Linked DNA regions of Macaca mulatta: region 2 is linked to region 1. The links are chromatin contacts, called in public Hi-C maps. All regions are on one chromosome and are shown on one strand. The core of a region is the stretch at or near the end of the contact, and the rest is flanking DNA. Distances in the headings are between cores, read along the strand shown.

Region 1 (2,700 bases), core at 171-2,670:
GCGAGGGGCCGCGGACCCCGGCAGGGACGTTTTTCTGCAAACTCACAGCATTTGACAAAGTTACATAAACGGCGCCCGCCCGGCCCCGGCGCCCGCCCGCCCCCGCCCTCACTCCCGGCGGCCCGGAGCCCACCTGTTCGGGGGGCGCGGGCCCGGCACCGGGCGACGGCGCCGCTGCCTGCCGTGCCCACCCCCGCGCCCCCGCCCCGGCGGGCGAGGCCGCCTCGCGGCGCGGCTGGAAAGGTCCAGAAGGGGCCGGGCGGCCCTGGGGACCGGCGGGTCCCACGGCGCGCGGCCCGCGCTGGCCCCCGCCTCCCACGGCCGCGCGCGGGGCGGGTGTGGACCGGCGGCGTCCACCTGCCGCGGGCTCCGAGGCCTGCAGGCTGCGCGGGGCGCGGGGCGGACGGCGGACAATGGCCCGCGGGCGCCGGGCCGGGGCTGCGCTTACCGCGGCGGGCGGCGGCGGCCGGCTCTAGCCCTGCTCGGGCGCTCCGCGCCGCATCTCCTCAGCCTGCGCCGCCACCCGCCGGCGCGCGGGCTCGGGCTCGGGCGGCGACAGCCGGGACGCGGCCGCGGCGCCGCCGGGGGCCCAGGCTGGGAGGCTGCTCGGGCGGCGGCGGCGGCGGCGGCGCGGGCGGGCGCGCGGGTTCGGGCTCGGGCTCGGGCGGCGGCGGGGACGGTGCTCCGCGGCGGCGGCCCCACAACCTCCCCTCCTCATTCACAAAAAATTGACCCACGTTGAACCATGATGCTTCTCCCCCCTCCAGCGTCGAGCCGGGCGGCGATAGGCCACCCTGCACGCCCGTCAGCCGACCCGGCCCCGCCCCGCCCGCCGGCGGCTCGGCAACCACTGGCTGCGGCAGCCTTGCGTCACCTCCCCATATGGGCCCCGCCCTCCCGCCTGGTTTCTAATGAAGAGCTCGTCAATTACGGCTCGGCCCCGCCTCCCGCCCGCCCGCCCCGGGCGCCTGGCCGGCCTTCCATTGGTCCGTTGAAACCTGCGCACGGCCCGTCTGCTCCCACCCCTCGCCCCGCGGCTGCCCAACCGCGGGGCCGGACGCCCCGTGAGCGGCGGAGAGGCTCCACCCCTGCCCGCCTCCCCGCACGCATCCTGGACCTCATTGGCTCCTGGAGCTGTCAATTCTAGGGGGCGGGGCGTACCAAAAGACGCTCCAGGCGCCAGCCGCTGGGTGCTTCGCGGTTGAGGAGGCGCAGAGACCCGGAGCCAGTAGTGACCGTAAACACGGGCCCCGGCCGTGTCTAGTCCCACTCGGTAGCCCGCATGGCTACCTAGCGGTCAGCACCGCGTGTCTGCGAGCCTAATTCGCGCTTAGAGGGCACACAATGGGGTGCAGGCTGAGGCGGGGAGCTGGCCAGGCCTCGCCGTTGCCTCCATCTTGGGTACGGGCAGTGGGTCACGTGGTGCTGCGTGCGCACGGAGGCGCAGGGCGGCCCGGTCACCGAGTGCGCAGGCGCCGCGGGCCTCGCCCAGCCCCGCGGCGGGAACGCGGCTGTCTGGGTGTGCATGGGGTGCAGGTCTGCCAGGCCTGCAACTGCTGCTGAGGGTCGTGGGATGCGCTCGTCGGGTCCCTGCTCAGGCGGAGGGAGCCCGGCCCGCCGCCAGGGTCTCGAGTCACGGGCCAGGCAGGCGTGGAGGTGGCGGGAACTCCGCACCGGCCGGGCGGGTGTTGTTTTAAGGCCGCAGAGCTTGGGGGGCTTGTGTTGAATTAAAGGTCGGTCCGTAGATCCCCGCAAGCGCCTTTGGTTGCCAGCTGGTGTGGGCGGGAGTCTTCAGTGGCCACCCTCCTGCTGGTGATGTTTCCATTTCTTTCCAACAAGAGTGTGACAACTTTTAAACTTGGGTGCACACACTGTCCCCGGAATCCCGCGTTCCAGGGAGGAAGCGCCTTTGACAGCGCGCGCCGGTGCGTGGGGCCTGACGGCGTGGGCCCAGGGATGCGGACCTGGCGGGGATGAGCGTTCGCTTCGATTGTGGGCCATTCCTCTTAGATGAGCAAAGATCCGTTTTTACAGCATTCTCGACCTTTGATTCTTGGCGGGGGGGGAAACTGTAGTTGTGTGGATAAAAATACAGTTAGCAAAATAAAAATGCCAATTTTGCATTTCTTTAAATATCTCAATAACGAATAATTAGAAAACTCTGGTCATTGTGAGAAGTGCTTACTCTGATATGGCTGAACTTTGAAGGAAAGGAATGGTGAATTAGAGGATTTTAAAACAGGATACAGCTGAAGAAAAGGAGAGCAATTATGGGGTTTTGGCGACTTGGCTGCTGATGGAAACGGTGCACTATCAAATTTTCATAAAGAATGAAACAGGGTCTGTAGCTAGCTAACATCTAGATGAGATTCAACACCATTCGACTGGATTATCAAAAACATACAATCACGAGAAAATGTTAAAACCTGCCTATAAGTCTACCAAAGTTAGTTTTTCACGGACAAAGAGAAGTACCTGAGCAAAAAGTCACGTGAAGGAGCTCTGGGATCTATTGCTTGGCAGAGGTAATTTTAAAAGGTAGATTTCCAGTAGAAGGAATGAGTAGCCCCATTGCCGCGTGCCATTGAGACCTCACGTGAGTCCTGAGAGGCAGTCCAGCAGCGTGAAGCACCACGCAGACGTTGGGTGGATGGTGCAAGAACCTCACTCACCATGTCTGGAAAAGAGAAACTTGGTGTG
Region 2 (2,700 bases), core at 3-2,502, 590 kb after region 1:
GCTTCAGTCTCTCTGCAGTTGCAGCCAGTGTCTTACAGATCTGTTCTGTACGCTGAGGCCGACATAGGATGGTCTGTCGTACCACGGCTTGTAAAAGGTTTAATTCTCCACTTTTCTTGGCACCAATAAATACACAAATCATAGGATAGTCTCTTAGCTTTATCATTTCATTGTGCTGAATGATAAAATATTTATACTTTGTTACAATTTGCTTATTTTAAATTAAATATAGTCCGAATATAACCACTAAACTTAAAGATAAAAAGCATTTCTTGAGCTTTCGGGGGAAAAAAAAAAAACATTAAAATAAAGTCTCTTTTCTTAAGGGCTCAAAACAAAGAAAATAATTATTTTCAACAGCCACATTCCCATTACTGAGTTATAAAAGCAGGAGACGTTTCTCATTTGTAATGGTTCAAATGGAAATTATGTGAGTGTATCTGGCTCTCGGCCAGACTTTGTGAGACAGTCCAGGTCCACTAAGTAAACCCAAGGCCTATTCCCCACGGTACCCAGGTAGGCTCTCCCACAAACAGAACAACCTGACCAGAACCGAAGGCTCACAGGAGCCATGAATCATGCTTTCACAGACAGCCACAGAGCTGCGGATCTGTGGCAAGCTGAAGATGAGTGGACGGTAGGTATAGCATCAGCAGCATCCTAGTAAAAACTGTGTTGCTCGTACATGGTTGGTGATCCAATAATGTAAACGCCCCCCCCCCCCCAAGAAACTGCTGCCAGGATACCAACGATCGTTTGCTTTCCTAAGCGTATTTATGTGCGTTTCCACACGGGTAGGCACATGGCTGTAATGTACACACTTACAGATAAGATCATTTTCTTAGTTTTAGTATTAAGTTGGTTTTACTTGCCAAAAGATATTCAAATATTTTTTTTTAAAAAGCAAGCAAAACAGAAAGCGTGTGAAGGGCATAAAGATGCCATATTTTGTAAGACTGCATTAATTGTAAGACTACAAGTTCCCTCTCCAGAGGAAACTGCTGCTAGCTTTTCTTTTGCATTCTATCTAAACGCTTCCATGCATGTGTCAATAATCTACAACTACGTATCTTCTTACTGTTAACTCAAATATAAGGATAACTTTTGAAGTGATCTCACAATAAGAAATTCCAATTAAAAATGAAGTTCATATTTTAAATGTTAACAAATATCAATGCAGGGAGGTGACATGGTTTTCTTTACAGTTTGAAAAACCTAAGAAAATGCTAGAAAATATGAAAGCAATCAGTGGCCTGGAGCATGTGTAGTAGAGAAAGCAACAGCGCCATCTATGCTTAGTTTGGCAACATTACATGTAGCCCCAGAAAATCTTTTAACAAGTACGCTTCCAACTATTTTTGAAGATTAAAAAAAGAATCTGCTGCAATGATTCTACAATTTATTTATACCTAACCAAACTACCCTTTCAATTTATTGCTATGAGCTTAATGACGACTACTAGAAAGAGTCTATGGTATATCTCCAGTAAACTTCTAGATTTAAGTAATAAAGACACAAGGAATCATTTTATGACTCAGGAAGCAAAAGGCAGTGAAAGAAAATATTCTCTTCACAAAGCACTTAGCTTCATTATGAAGAATTCAAAACTGATTGAGGATAACGTATCCTTTTAATATCATAAGTCAGTGTCTAAATAAGAAGATAAAATATACTAGAGCTTGGTTACGATATGAGGTGTTCTGTCACATATTTTAAAACAAAAGAGTAAGGCAGGAAGACGCAAAAAGGAATAAAATTGTAAATTGTGTTTTATGACTCAAGCTGTTTCACAATTAACAGAATGTCAGCACTTTGTCCTATAACATTTCGAAACCCTATTTTTCAGTTTCTCCTGAATTGCAAAGTTCTATCTGAAACACTGTACTTCTGATACCAAACTCACATGCTACAGTTTCTGTAGCACTGAAATTTCATGTTAAAAAGATGTGCTCCAGGAGTCATGTAAAATTCTTAGCAATCAAGCAAAAGAGGGTGGGTGTGAAGCTCTGGGCTCTGGAGAGGCAGCGATGGTCTGCGAGGAGCCCGCACAGCTGGAGGCCTGACGTGTCGTCGGAGGTCCTGACTGGACCGAAACCAGCCCAGGCAGGCGCCAGTCAGTTAGGGATGTGGATATGAATAAGACTGAAAAATACAATTACTGCCTCTCAGCACAAGCATAGCTATACACATACACATAATTAGACACTGGCAACACGTAACTGAGATGGTGCAGAAATGTTCTAAACCAATAATTTGGTCAGGTTCTGGATAAAATGAATGTCACTGGTAAATGGCATGTTTACAATAATTATGTTAGAAAATTGGTCATAATTATCACTTGAGTCCCTCAATTGACAAATGGTACTCAAATGAAAATAAACACAATTGATATTGTAAACTTACGAAACATCTTTGGGGAGGAAGAAAGGCAAAATATCAGGAGAAAAAAGGACAAAACCATTCATAGTGAGCTAGATGAAAACAACTGAATGCTGTAATTGATACACTACGGGGGAATTACAGGATCCTTCTCTATGCTCTGATAAGTGCATAACTAAATAACTACACAAACGGTGCAGAATCGAATCAACACACATTTCACACCGTGTTTAGAAAATGACACTGTTACCACAGAGAGGTCAAGTCAGACAAAATCCCTTGTCTCGGTAAGTTTGTGAGATGTCATATGATGCCCAGCAG

What was found. Hi-C and Micro-C count contacts between places; a contact is called where the count stands out from the background.
Region 2: a Hi-C map of fetal cortex germinal zone shows a contact between it and region 1, with 5 times the contacts expected there. The contact joins the enhancer-like site here to the promoter of HDAC4 in region 1. A contact is called at or near these places in 2 of 14 Hi-C or Micro-C datasets (fetal cortex germinal zone and liver).

What each region holds. Positions count from the first base shown.
Region 1 is chr12:144,647,776-144,650,475 of T2T-MMU8v2.0, forward strand. HDAC4 (histone deacetylase 4) reads right to left here and starts at 1,421. Exons shown (of 27, transcript XM_077956679.1): 1 at 1,162-1,421.
Region 2 is chr12:145,240,874-145,243,573 of T2T-MMU8v2.0, forward strand. The region is part of intron 8 of NDUFA10 (NADH:ubiquinone oxidoreductase subunit A10); the gene reads right to left. Among named protein-coding and RNA genes, the nearest start is that of NDUFA10, 33 kb to the right of the region's middle. Within about 2 kb of position 1,253, at least 9 of the 40 cell types and tissues checked have an H3K27ac peak or open chromatin away from gene starts, as enhancers often do. A contact at or near this core is called in fetal cortex germinal zone, where this site is marked.